Regions from separate parts of the Sus scrofa genome. Here region 2 is linked to region 1. The links are chromatin contacts, called in public Hi-C maps. All regions are on one chromosome and are shown on one strand. The core of a region is the stretch at or near the end of the contact, and the rest is flanking DNA. Distances in the headings are between cores, read along the strand shown.

Evidence for each region. Hi-C and Micro-C count contacts between places; a contact is called where the count stands out from the background.
Region 2: a Hi-C map of skeletal muscle shows a contact between it and region 1, with 4 times the contacts expected there. The contact joins two enhancer-like sites. A contact is called at or near these places in 11 of 47 Hi-C or Micro-C datasets (alveolar macrophages, embryonic fibroblasts, fetal heart ventricle and 5 more) and 1 of 2 datasets of contacts at active chromatin or transcription factors (skeletal muscle).

What each region holds. Positions count from the first base shown.
Region 1 is chr14:78,812,476-78,819,305 of Sscrofa11.1, forward strand. All of the region lies in intron 5 of LRMDA (a long non-coding RNA gene), which reads left to right. Among named protein-coding and RNA genes, the nearest start is that of LRMDA, 860 kb to the left of the region's middle. Within about 2 kb of position 1,991, at least 14 of the 83 cell types and tissues checked have an H3K27ac peak or open chromatin away from gene starts, as enhancers often do. A contact at or near this core is called in fetal skeletal muscle and skeletal muscle, where this site is marked.
Region 2 is chr14:79,038,147-79,045,642 of Sscrofa11.1, forward strand. All of the region lies in intron 5 of LRMDA (a long non-coding RNA gene), which reads left to right. Among named protein-coding and RNA genes, the nearest start is that of KCNMA1, 1.1 Mb to the right of the region's middle. Within about 2 kb of position 5,760, at least 10 of the 83 cell types and tissues checked have an H3K27ac peak or open chromatin away from gene starts, as enhancers often do. A contact at or near this core is called in fetal skeletal muscle and skeletal muscle, where this site is marked.

The DNA.
Region 1 (6,830 bases), core at 741-3,240:
ACAGCCTTCACCTTCTCAATTTAGAATGATTTGGAAGCAAAAATGGTAGTAACAAAAAAGTATGGGAATTTTAGCTGCTTTACATGAGTCTTTTCTCCTGCTGCGTAAGGCTCAAAGGAGGTATTTTTTTTCTCCTCCCATACGGTTCATGCTTTTTCCCCCATTCCCTTTTTCTTGTTTCACAAATGAAACTACCATTTTGTTAGGTCTGAGTTTTGTTTTAAGCTGCTCTATCTGTGATGCAGGCTTTCCCCTCACAGCTGTCACAATAATTTGGGAAGTCATATTCATAACCTCCAATAGAAAAAATAATTTGAAAATGTGCCTTCTGGTGAGATCCATCAAGTTTAAGGTCACATTTTTGGTTAAAAGTCAGACAGTGATGCTATTCATTAAACTGAAAAATGACTTGTTTTCCACTAATAGGGAAATAAACTCTGGATGAATGTTAAGTCATGCTGGCACGCACTTATATAGAAAGTAAAAGGAAACACAGATATATTTAATTTGGACATGTAAAGTCAACAGAGTTTTAGGTCTTTCTTGAGACAGGGAACCAGGAAGATTGGTTGAAACAAATGTGAATCATTAGAAGTTCATTTGCCTCCTTTAGAGGATGAGAGGATTTAAAGAAGGACTCAGTGTCGCTGTGTTTTTTCAAGCACTGTTACCTATGAATAAGAACATGTAATTTATTTCGCTGATGTTCTTAGGGATTTATTTTGGGCAGTGGATCAGAACCCTGTATTTGACTCTGTGCTCAAGTAACCCGAGAGTGCACATATCCTGTTCCTATCCACACCACACAACACATGCAAAAAAACTAAGTTTATCTGGGATCTTGTAATCATGCTAGTGTCCCTGTACGTTAATCAAATAGAAACTGACAACAAAGATTCCTTGCATATTATTCAACCATACTTTTATTTTTTCCAATATAAAGAGCGAATTAATAATATAAGAGCATTAATGCTATACTCGCCTTGTTTAGGTTTCCGTTTCCCATTTATGACTTTCTATTTTTGCTAAAAAAGATCTGTAAATTTAAAAAATATGCATGTATCTCATTAAAAAAGTTTCCCCATTCTAGCAACACTCAGCAAATCTCCAAAGAATGCAAGTGTAGAACATAAATATTTTAAGGCCTCATAAAATTGTCAGTGAATATTTTTTCCCCTTAATACCATGTTTGTTTCATTCCAGTTTACTACTGCAATTTTATTTTCCAAAGTGGCTTTTAATACAATACACAATTATTTCCAACAGGGTTGGGTAGGTCACCTCATTAAGCCTGAAAAGATCGGGCCTCTTGTGATCCTCAGGAATATCCTTGCCTTTATTCCTAATTAAAACGGCCCTCCTAAACTCTCTCAAGTTTATCAATATAAATAAGTAGCTAAGGGGGAAATAATCGCAGTTGGAAAGTTAGCGGGGCAAGGTGACCTGGTCACCAGACCCGAAGCAGCACTGTGTCTGCAGTGGTGCCCTGCCACCTGTTGGCTTTGCTGACACATAACAGGGAATTGATGTCCCTCTCAGCAGTGCCTTAACCCTCTCTGACCCCCGTCCCAGTTCATCACCCTGAGAGAAAAGAAGGGGCCGTTTGAGAATTCCAGGCCTCCTGATTTCCTCCATCATTCATGTCCTTGGCCACATGTTTCTTCTGCTAATACTCAAAATTTATGGCCGAGCACATTAAGGGCAGCACAAGTCCTTCCCTTCTTCTGGATTATTTCAGAGTTTCCTGTCAAAAGGAAATCCAAGAAGATGTGTCCTCAGCGGATTGTATGTGACAGTGCCTGCTTCTATCTCAGGAATCTGAGGCATGATGGATAAACTGTCACTTTTGAAGGATGATGTTTTCTCCATATTTCCATTATGAACCAGGCTGTCATCTCCTAATAAATTTCTTGCATTGGTATCAATTTATTTTTACAAGCAGAGGGTCTGATGTACTTGGGAAAGGCACTGACAGCAGAGCTGGCCCAGCTTGACAGAGCTGGCTCCACCTCATTTTGGAAAACTGCTTTGGTTCCAAGGACAGAACTTGACCTGCAGCCCTTGGGAATAAAAAAAAAAAAAAAAAAAAAAAAAAAAAAAAACTGTGAGAGGAAGAGAGACACATGAGGCCAAGTTCCTTCTTTTAAGCCAAAATAAATCAACCCTGTAGGACTACTATGACACAATATTATTTCTAACACAACCCTACAAACCCAGATGAGGAATGCCATATGTAGTTATTTACTAAAGATAGACCATCACAATAATGCAGGGAAACTGTGGATGGATTCAGATTATAGCTAGCCTGACAATTTCACTACTTTCACCCTCAGAAGGGATCTCAGCAGCGCTTTTCTGCATGACAAGTGAGGAGCAGAGCCCATCCGTGTAATGAATAATTTGATTACTCGTGGTGTGCAGGTCCCTGTTGTAACTACTATGAAGGGTAGGAGAAGCCATAAAACATTAGCCCTATCTCTTAAGAAACTTAAATCTAACTGAAGAGGTAAGATGCTATACAAAATTAAAGTAACTCATCATGAATATTTAATGAGCAATGCTAAGATCTTTGTCTCTTACCTCACTTAATCTTTGCCTTTAATGAGAAGGGAGGTGGTAAAGCATCATAATGGTTAAGGCAGTAGCCATTGGAGACAAACTGCCTAGATTTGTGGCTCAGCTCTGCTATGTGCTAGCAACCCAAGCACCTACCTAATTTCTCTGGGTCTTAGTTTTCCTCATCTGTAAAAGAGGAATAGAATTTAGCACTGCTTCACAGAAGTGTTGTAAAAAATTGTATAGATGAATATGTGGCCCATGTTTACAAAATAAGTACAAATACTCATTAGCAATTTTTTAAACAATATCATCATCATGACTATTATCATTACTATCTAACAGTGAAGGATGGTATGGCTTTAGGAGCTGATTACCCCAGGTCATACAGCTGGATGGAGCTTGGATCTAAGTCTCTTAAGGCATTAGGGAATAGGAAAGAGGGAAGTAGAGGGTGTCCAAGTTGTAAATAAGTTGAAGACAGAATCTTTGATGCTTAATTAGTTTTTTTTCTTACTATTCTTTTCTCCATAGCCCCAAATATACCTTAGATGTCATTTAATAAGGGTTTTATGTAGTGCTGTGCTGGAAATGTTTAACAAGCAGCTCTCTGGAAAAAAAATTTACCCATGTATGTGTATACATCAGCTTAGTGTAATTTTTATGTATATAAACTATGAGTAAACATATTGTTATCAAATAAAATTAAATGTATAATCCTTTTTGTTATAAATTCTATTCAACCAACTCATTTTCACTGAATTTTTTTTGTTTTTATAATTTTGGAACCTAAGGTTGCAATTGATGAGTAAGTGTAGTTCTGATATGAACATCAACTATATTCTTTTCTTACTGAATATTTCAAAACTTCACTCTTTTGTCAATGGCATGAGTAACTTCTTTACTGAATCAGATAATGTCTTTTGAATGTTCAAAGACTCTTTCCTCAAGAATTCTCCTGTAGTCCAGTGGGTTAAGGATCTGATGTTGTCACTGCAGCAGCTTGGGTTGCTGCTGAGGCTGAGGTCCAGTCCCTGGCCCAGGAACTTCCACATAATCTATGCATGGCCAAAAAAATATATTTTCCTCAACTTTTCAATGCTATTCACAATGCAATGGCTAGACACAACACAACTTTTAAATTTAATCTGCATAATTAACATTTCCCCATCATTTTCTTAAGTTTAAAAAATCAATAAGATAGTTAACCCAAAATTTGTAACGTTTGTAAATTTCCACTGTAATTATTCCCATCATGGCCAATGTAAGTTACCAAAGTAACATTACTGAAGAGCTGGGAAGAGATCTGAAGTAATACATTGTTGTATAGTATTTCTGCTATGTAGATATAATAGACATGAATAATTTCAAGAGCATAAATAATAGTAAAATTTTATAAAATAATTGGGAAGTGCTGAGTTTTTGTGTATATTATCTTTACTTTTAATATAATTTATCCAATTGCAAGTGTATGCAATTTAATTTTAAATAATGGCTATGTTTAACAGCATAAACATAGCATTCCTGAAAATTTAACCTTTGGTTTTTGTGAGCTGGTACAGTCTGATCACAGGCACCATTAGTTATGTCAAGCCTAAAGGGCCAAAGAGATCTGAAGTACTCCTATGTCTATGTTGAATAGTCAATTATTTATTCATAAATAAGTTAATGGTTTTATTTGCACACAAGACCACAAAACATGTTGTGTATTCATATGACTTTAATCACATCTGCAAATAAATACCTACCTTAGTATATGTACTAAACTCAGGCAAGTTTTCTTCACCAGGCAGCATCAAGTTCATTGTACAATGGTTGGAATTTAGGTTGTGAAATCCAGTCATGTTGGTTGGAATTCTAAATGCCCTGCATATTAGCTGGGAGCTCTTGGACAAGTTATTTAACCTCTCTAAATCTTGATTGCTTTATCTGTAAAATGATAGTGATTGTGGTACTCCTATTTTAAGGTTGTTGAAATAGTTAAATCAAAGGGTGTGCTTTAGGAGTTCTCTTGCGGTGCGGTGGGTCCAGGATCTGTTGTAGTCACTGCAGTGGCGTGGGTTGCTGCTGTGGGATGGGTTCAGTCCCTGGCCCAGGAACTTCCACATACCACAGGCACGGCTAAAAAAAAAAAAAAAAAAAAAAAAAAAAAAAAAAGAGTGTGCTTAAAACGCCTCCATGTGATTTATGCTCAAGAAATATGATACACACACAATCATGTGTGTACCCTCATTACTTGGAGGCTATAGTATATTACATTCCAATTACATTCTGTTTGAACATATGACACAAACTAAATTCTCAGCAAGGATTAATAATTAGCAGCGAAAGGTTAACTTTTGCTCCATCATATTTCTGTGGACAAAGGGGATTATTTGTTTATTAAAGATAGATATTCTGCCTTTAATTTTTCCCATGCTATGAGTAAATACCCTCTCATTTGATAATCCTTTCTCAGTGCTTGGAGAAGTTGTTTGTTGGGAGCTGCAAGGAAGTCACTATTAATGTGGGTCTTGGCCCCCGTGCTCTTGAAGTCAACAGTACTGCCGACGAGACTCGACAAGTGTCCAGCTGACAGTGACATGAGGCAAAGTGGAATGCTGGCTGGGAGAGGAGTTTCACAAGGACCTGGGGCCTCTGCTGCAGAAAGGAAGTGCCACTGGGGAAGCCACTTGGGCTTTGGGGGTCAGGCTGCCTTGGTTTCTCATACCTTTCTGGATTTTAGAACTATGTAACCTTGGACATATGCCTTATCCTTTCTGGGTTTCAGTTTTCTCATCTCTCAGATGAGAGTAATAATAGGACATCCTCATGTGTTGGAAAACCATTAGCACTGAGAGTGCATTCAAGAAATAGTTGTTCTAGTTCCACACGGTGCCTCTTTTGCTTTCTATGCTCTTCTCCTTCCTCCTTAACTCCTACTTTCCCTCCCTCTTCTGCCACCTCTCCTTGCCCTCGGATGGGAGGGATTGGAAAGATACTTGATGGAAAATGTGTTGTTTTAGGAGTTCCCGTCATGGCGCAGTGGTTAACAAATCTGACTAGGAACCATGATGTTGCGGGTTCAATACCTGGACTTGCTCAGTGGATTAAGGATCCCACATTGCCGTGAGCTGTGGTGTAGGTCGCTGATGTGGCTTAAATCCCACAGTTGCTGTGGCTCTGGCATAGGCTGGCGGCTACAGCTCCAATTCGACCCCTAGCCTGGGAACCTCCACATGCCCCAGGAAGCGGTCCTAGAAAAAAGCAAAAAGACAATAAATAAATAAATAAATAAATAAAGTCTTGTTTCAGATCACCCCTGGTAGGGTTTTAATATTTAAGTATTTTAAATGGCCAGAAACAATGGCACCATTAAATAAAGTTTAAAAATCAAATCATCCCAAACCACATTGTTCATAAAAGTCTTTCAATCTTTGCTTATTAACTTTTACCTCTTGCAAATTTTATGTTGATAAAAATCACAGCATATGTAATAATCTAGTATTTGCTGTGTCTTCTTAGGATTACGTAATAAAATTTTTGCGTATTTATCTCTTTCATAGTATATTTGATTACCATAAGTGATTATGAGTATTTCCATGATGCCCAATGTTTAGATTGTCTTATTCTTTTATTGTTATGTGTTTGCTAAAGTATTTTGGAAACCACTGCTCTCAATGATTAATAAGGTCCTTTAAAGTTCATACATTCTCTGATTTGCTTATTTGTGTAAAGGTCTACTTCCATTCCTGGTTCTTTTCCTTCCTGCCTGCCTTCTTCCTTTCCTCCCATAAATATTTCAGAACTGCAACTCTGAGCCTCATGGTATTTTAGACACTGGCAGAACTGAACCCTCTTTAGATCCTATTAAAAACAATGGCAAACTCTAGAGGCTGTGTTTTGCCTGCAAGGGGCTTCCTTATTCCAGAGAACCTTTGCCACAACCCTCCTCCTCCGTGCTGCTTCTCAGCCTGACTTGTTGTTTGAATTAGACCTCACCTCCCTTAATCAGCTGAATGCTCAGCTCAGGCCCAGTCTCTCTACCCTTTGCCTATTTGAGTTCTTTCTTGGTTCTTTCATTATTGATTCATCTTCATCCCAGCTTAACCCCCTTTTTCTTCATCTCAGTGTTTTGGCTTCTGGCTCTGGACTAGATTATGCTTATTCCTGTTCTTCCACCTGTCTGTCATTCCCAATGTGGTGCATCAGCTGTGGAGTCTTTCTGTCTGTCTTCACACTGGAAGGTGCAGTGATTTCCCCTGTGAGCAGGTTGGAAGACTTCATCTTCAGGC
Region 2 (7,496 bases), core at 4,510-7,009, 230 kb after region 1:
GTATTGGAGGCCTACCAAGAGTTACGTCATCTTCCTAGCATCCTGCCCATTCCCTTCCTCCACCCCTGCTGAGAGGTCACGTAGGCTTCAGGGCAGAAAAGAAAGAGCTTACAGATTTCCCAGAGAGACCATGTGCCGGATAAGTAGAATTCACACTATGGTCCAAATACCAGTTTCTGCTCCGCGGACCACACCTCCCCCTCCATCCAGAGTCTTTCTTCTCCTGAACTAACGACTGGCGCTCAGGGAGTCTAATATCCACAGAGTCTTGGCCCTCAATTACCGTAATGGCTTATAATGAGATTTTGGCCAAGTAGCAGGTAGCAGGTTATTACTTCCTGCTCAGCGTGGGCAATGTCTATGCTGTTAATTTGTGTTGCCGAATGTGGCTCAGAGCTGGGCATCAAACTGTCAGAGCCAGATGTATTCTATTAGGTGGGAGGCTCACACTGGCCCACGGGCAATTTTTTTTTTCAACATGGAGGTATGTTAACTCACCACAGGGTGAATCCTGACAAACTCAAGCCAGCCAAATAAAAGGGGTGATATTCCAAGCCATCAAAGTAGTATGTTCCAGAGACAGATAACACCTGGTACCACCCACCGTCAGCAATGTCTCTCTGACCCAGGCTGTTCCATTGATAGGCAAGAAGTATACCCCTCTTAATATTGCTGGAGAGACTCCGGTGCCTTCATTAAGTTTTAATGAGCCAGCCCCTAATGAAAACCTTTATAATATACTCTTCTACTGTTTACTTTATTTGGAGCAAAAAAAAAAAAATGTGCAAGAGTTTCATAATGCTCTTATAAACTGCTTTCTTCTATTCTTATTTAACCTATATTTTCTTTCATTGGCATTAGTGTGTATGTGTGCGTATATATATTTCACAGCAGGTTAGAGAATGAGAAGGTAAAGATCAGGAAGTAATGAAAAGTATTTTGGCATTTTGCAGTGAGAATTACTGGTGCCCAAGAATGATGCTTTGCTCTCTGCAAGGACATACTTTTGATTATTATTATTATTTTTTTGGAATGCAAACTTTTTTCTGTTAGATCATATATCAGATTCCTTTTGTTTTATTTTTGGAGAAAGCAATTTAGAGTGTCCTGGAATTAGGAGAGATTATAGTAATATCAGGACAGGAGAAGGTCATTTGGATTCTAATGAGGGGCAGATGGAGACTGGAATAATGGGTCCGAGAAGGAAAGTCTTTTCCTCAATCTTTGCGGAGTTTGAATTATGACAAACCCAGTTGTTACTGGGTCTGCTTAATTTTATTTGAGAGGTTCTTTTTTGCAGCTTGAAGAATGACAAAAATAAAAAAAAAAGGCAACTTGTCTTTATTTTCAATGACTCTCTTGAGAAATTTTAGCCTGAAGAACCAGGCAGAACTGTGGATGTTTTCCCCCCTTTTGATGTGAGCTTTCTAATAGGAACAGACCTGAAACCCAAAAGCAAATTTCTGCTTGAGAGCAAAGCCAAAATTCCCATTCAAACTCTGCAGGAGGACTCCTGCTGCTCGGATTTGTTCTTATAAGATTCTGTCATTTAGAAGGAGGCTAAAGACTTTCCGGGAAACTTTTTGTGCAAGTTTTTTTTCCTATACTTCATAAATTATGGTTTACAGGTTCAGTTCCAATCTACTTATCCAAAAAACTCTTTTCTTCTGTTAACATAATCTCACATGACTTAAATTTAAACTTTCATGGTTTTCTGTTTTATATTCAAGTGCTAGAGTAACCTTTTATTATTTATTATTATTTATTTTAGGTATGGTTTGTTTTCAGACTGCTGTTAGCAAGACAGTAAAACCTCCATTTTTTAAAAACTCAATCCACTGAGACCTTTAGTCAACCAGATTTTTTTTCTCTGACTTTGAGTGGTTTTTTTGTTTGTTTGTGTGTTTTGCTTTGCTTTGCTTTTTAGGGCTGCCCTAGTGGTATATGGAGGTTCCCAGGCTAGGGGTTAAATCAGAGCTGTAGCCACTGGCCTACACCACAGCCACAGCAATGTCAGATCTAAGCCTCATCTACAACCTACACCACAGCTCATGGCAATGCTGGATCCTTAATCCATTGAGCAAAGCCAGGGATCAAACCTGTGTCCTCATGGATCCTAGTCAGATTTGTTTCTGCTGAGTTTCTAGGACAAGAACTCCAGTTTGAGTGATTTTGATCCTACAAGAAGAAAAGCTAATGCCAATGGTTTTATTTTTTAAAAAAGGGTACATGGGGCCCTTTTAGGTTGTCCTAGAGCAATGTTTCTTAAAGTTTGGTCCCCTCATGTGCAGCATCCCTGTCACCTGGGAACCAGGAAAAATGCAAAGTCTTGGTCCTAACTATGTCTCTCTAAACCAGAAACTCTGGGGGTGGGGTTAAGCAATCTGTGTTTTAACAAGCCTCCCAGATGATCCAGGGGTACAGACAAGCTGGAGCATGGCTGTCCTGGAGATGCCCCAGACAGGTCCTCCACCTGCCCATGTCCAGGAATGTGTGGCAGACTCTGAGGTTCAGAAGAAGTGTCCTAAGATCCTTTCGTGTGTTCCACAATAACAAGCCATCTATTAAGTATCTGTAAGCCCTGGGGCCTCATGAAGCATGGATAAAAAAGCCATCATCTCTGCCCTCTTGGAGCACGTGGAGACCAAAAGAGGTCTTAAGACCCTGAGAAATGTTCAGTGAGAAGTCTTCCCACCCCCTCGAAACCTCTGAACTATATCATCCTCATTATAAAGACTCAAAGAAATACTCATGTGTGGTAACCATGAGGTACCTAGTAAGATAGTGAAATAGTATTTGGTTTTACATGGTGTTTCATGTGTCAGAGGAAACTCAAAAAGGTTTCTAGTTAACCGCAAGTTAATGAGATAATTTAATTAATTAACTGGAACCCAGCATTTCCCTAGTGGCTAGTCAACCCCATGACTGTTACATTAGGCAAGTCTAAGGGAAGAAAGCGTGAGAGCCGTTTTAGATTTGCTTCCCAGACCACTTGAGTGGGCTCTCAGCTGACACAGAGGGCACACCTGGGCTCTGCTTTCCCATAGTTCAGTATCTGTTTACTCCCTTCTCTGATGAAATCTGCTCATTTATTTTAATTCTAGAAAATTATAATTTAAAATACCATTTTCTAGAAGGTCTTACCTCTATTGCCACTTCAAAAATAATGATACGAGAGTTCCAACTATGGCACAGTGGGATCATTGGCATCTTGGGAGCACTGGGACAGAGGTTCCATCCCAAGCCCTGCTCAAGGGGTTAAGGATCTGGTGTTGCTGTGGCTGCAGTTTAGGTTGCAACTGTGGCGCGGATCTGATCCCTGGCCTGAGAACCCCATATGCCACAAGGTGGCCAAAAAAGAAAAAAAAAAAAATTGATGGTATGTTTGAAATCCATAGAAACCCATGAATACCTCTTTCTTCCTAAAGGAAGGTGATCATTTGTTGCCCCAGCCATGAAAATAGTCACTGGCCCATGTGCCAGAGACCAATGATGGGAATCAAATGATGATCAGATAGATGCTGAAATTATTATTTTATTTGAGTAGCGTCTACCTCTCTTTTCTGATTAATCTGGGTGGACACTCTTAGAGGGATGACAATGGCGTGGGTGGGAAGCAGCTCTGATTTTCATGGATGGAGGATACATGCTTTTTGTGTATTTTATTGACCCTTTAAAAATTATATATGTGTGCGTGGGTGTATATATTATACATAAAACTATATACAAAATTATATAGAAAAATATATAATCATTTTTCACTATCAAATGATTAGTAACTCCATGCCATTGGGTGGCATATTTCCTTTTGGACGTCCATGATAAAAATTATCTTTTTCTAAGAAATGAGGGAATCTATCTTTGTTTATCTTTGCAGGCTTCATTATATTTATACAGGTGATATGCAAACATCCCCAACCCCTGAGGCTGGAAGATTAATTAGAGCAATTGATGGTAGAGAAAATTGGTCCCTAAAATCTAAACCAGAAGCATCCAAAAGTGGGGTGGATGTGTGATAGCCCTAGTCCCAGAAAGCCTCCAGCACAGATTGAGCAAACATGACATATCGATCATCACAGAACCTATAATTGGTGACCAAAAGCACCGTGTGGCTTTAATGGCCCTCCCTGAATCCTTGCCATCATTTAATTTTTTTTTTTTTTTAAAGAAAGCAGCTGTTTTTCCTAAATTCATGCTGCCCTCTAGTGGCCATGCTCCTAACCTCACAGGGAAGGTGGAGAAGATGAATGTGGAGAGAGTGAGTGGTGGGAACCACGGAGGTGGTAAAAGGGTGACCCACTTCTTTCTTTTCTCTCTCTTCTCAGAGAAAGGATTCCTGAGTTCCTCAGCCAAAAATGAGAAAGCAACATGAAACTGAACCACTTAACCACTGTCCATTTTGACTGACAGCCTGGCTTATGTACTATCCATCACTAAGCAGCACTGAAGGAACCCTGTGAATCTTAATTCATTAGCCTCCCATCTTGGCATGTGCGTGCGCTTTGGAATCCAGCCCATCTCAAATCCATTAAATCCCACTTAGAATATGGAGGTGGAGGAAAGGGGGACACATACCAAACTGGCTTTGAAAGTTCAAGTTTCCCCCATGGAAAAGTAAGGAGGAGTCAGCCTAAGTCAAGTTTTTAATCTTTGACATCCTCCTATCCTAAAGGCTGCATAAGGATTTGGACTAGAAAGGTAGCGTTGCATTTGTATGGCGTCTGGTCTGGTATTGGCACTTTGCTAAAGCCACCGAGAACGTCCTTTCCCTCCTTTACTGAAAATGAAGATCTTGAGATTCTGACCTCAGGAGAATTCTTCAGTATATGTAAAGAAATACTTTCAAAGAACAGTTCCCTGTTCTGTCTTTAAGAGTATAGGAAGTACAGAAAAATAATAAAGCATCATAGAAACATGTAAGCAAACTATTGTTTAGGAAGTCAGGGTGAAAATTGTTTCTGGCTTCAGTCTCAACTGGCACACAAAAAAATGTAACCAGAGAAGAAAACCCCAAATTTGGATTGCTAAGAAAATTTAACAAAGGAAGGTTGTTGATTTGTTTTGGAGTCTGGGGCCATTGGGTGTTTTTGTTTTTGGAGGGGGGCTGTTGTTGAAGCATGGAATATCAGGCATTGTGTTTGATCTCTGAGATCTATGCATTTCTATTTGATTGAAATGTAGCATGTGTCCAGGTAAGAACCAATCATTAACGATGTTCAAAAAAGGGAGCCTCTCTCAGACCTGGGACCCCATCCTGTCCATCTCTGCCTACCCAGACGACCCCCAATACAAAATAATTTCAAAAGCATTGACATCTGAGGAAAAGTATGTTGACTGTTTCCTTTCCAGGATTCACATTATCGAAACATCTGCTGCCAGAGAGCTTTTAAATCTGTCAGCCTCATATTTCCTCGATATAGCGAGGACATTGAACGGTCCGGTCAGGTCTGGGCAGGGCCATAACATCTCTGACTGGAATGTGGGGACCAGGGGCTTAAGGCAGGACAGTGGAGCTGGTTACTAGGGATCGGGCTCAAAGGTGCAATTATCTCTCGGACTTGCCCTCGATTTCACATTTCCCACTAACAGGTGATGTGAGGGAAAAACTAGCTCTGCATTTTTTTTTTCCCCTCCTCTCCTCCCTCTCCTATCTCCTTCTCTTCTTCTAAAATGACAAGTCTCATTTCAGCTGCCCTCGGAGCCCGGAGTGCATTTTCCACAGGCTCTGGCTTGTCACTTGTCAGCGTGTCTGCCCACTCACGTGACTGCTTGTGCAGCCTCCCCGGGGCTGGGAGGCTGGCTTCTCAGCCTTGCATTCCTCTCACCTTCAGTACAGATTTTGCCAAGATACTTTCTCTGCTGACTGGTTTCCTTCCCCTGCTTTTTTCTTCCTTATAAACAAGCGGGTGAGACTTGACAAGGCCCAGCATTTGTCTAAAGAGCCTGTGTAATCTGTTCTCTCTCAGTGGAAAGTTTAACCTTCCATCAGGCCTCACTGGAGGGGGCTGAGCATTGGGGCCAAGTGTCCTTTTCTCAAAGGGATGTGTTGCCTGGCATTTGTGTCAGCTTTCTTTTAGGAGACAGATGCATTCTAACCCTTGATTAGGTGGCACATACTGTGTTTTGTTTTTTTTTTTTGACCAGTGCTTGGTAGAAAGCAGTGTCTCATAACCCCACAATTTGGATTCTCTCAGGCATCCAGAGTATTTATGTTTGGCGTGCTTACTCTTTGTGCTAAAAATAAATAAAAACTACCATTTACTTTAATCAAGAATAAACATTGCTGGTAGAAATCATCAACCTGAAATAAAACCGACAGCAGCTAAGCCTGCACATAATGCAATTTATTATGGACGAAAAAGTGACCAAAGGTTTATATTTTGTTGATGTATTGAAAACAGCACAAATTCACAGGAAGGAATTAGCCTTTGTAGAAATAATGAAAACAAAATAAAATCGAAGTGAACTTAAAACTACACACAATAAAATAGGTTGTCTAAACTTCAGTGGAGGGCTCAGGTCTTCCTGTCACAATTTAGAGCTGCATAATTTTACCCAAGGAAATGTAACCTTGTGGAAATAAGTGACTTAAAGAGATTTAGAGATCTTAAAGAGATATGCCTGGTAAAATTTGATATTTGCCAAAAGCTGAACGAGGAATTTAACCTTAAGGAAGATATTACATGGAAAAGAATTGATCCTATTGAAAATAAATTGAATCAAATGCAAATGAAAATGTTAAAAATAGAAGGTGGCTTTAACTTTGAATTTAAAAAATGAAGGAATTTAAGTTCTATTGTAAATCACCCATTCTTCAATTTTAAACAGAGAAAAAAAATAAGAAATTAAATTGACTAAATGTAGTTGGCTCTGAATAAATAGTGCTTTTTGAAAGAAAAATTATCAGGTGTGTTTATGTGTTATATTCATAAGCCTGAAGCCAAAGCATCCTAGTGGTCAAAATGGCAGAATTCAAATGTCCACCACTGAAAAACATCAGGGTTAGCAGACTAAGATGAAAATATCCTTTGTTTTATACAATAGAAGAGGAGAATTCAGAAGTGTGTGCTCACTTGAGAGACTGGCAACCTCCCCTGAGCCTCGCTCTTCAAGGTGGTCATTGCAGCACTTAGCAAGGATGGTGTGCCGCCAGTCCACAGAGAAGACAGCAGGAGCCCTCCAGGACCTTCAGGGGTTTAGCAAGCATTGCCTGCCTAGAGCATCCCATCCCAACCCAAGATGCAGAGTTTACCTGAGACACTTGCCTGAAATCATGCTCCACTAATTGGGAAGGGAAGTCCCACTTTCTATGTCTTCCCTGCCCTTCCATGGCAGGTGGAAAGCCTTGCCCTGTTTCATTTCCAACCCAGGGCTCCCCTGATGGGTCTGTGAAGCAGGGAAAAATATGCCTCCCATGGAGGGGAGATTTTGTCTTCTCTCCACAAAAAAAAAATACTGCTCCCAAGCAACCCATTTCTTTAAAACCATTTTAACAT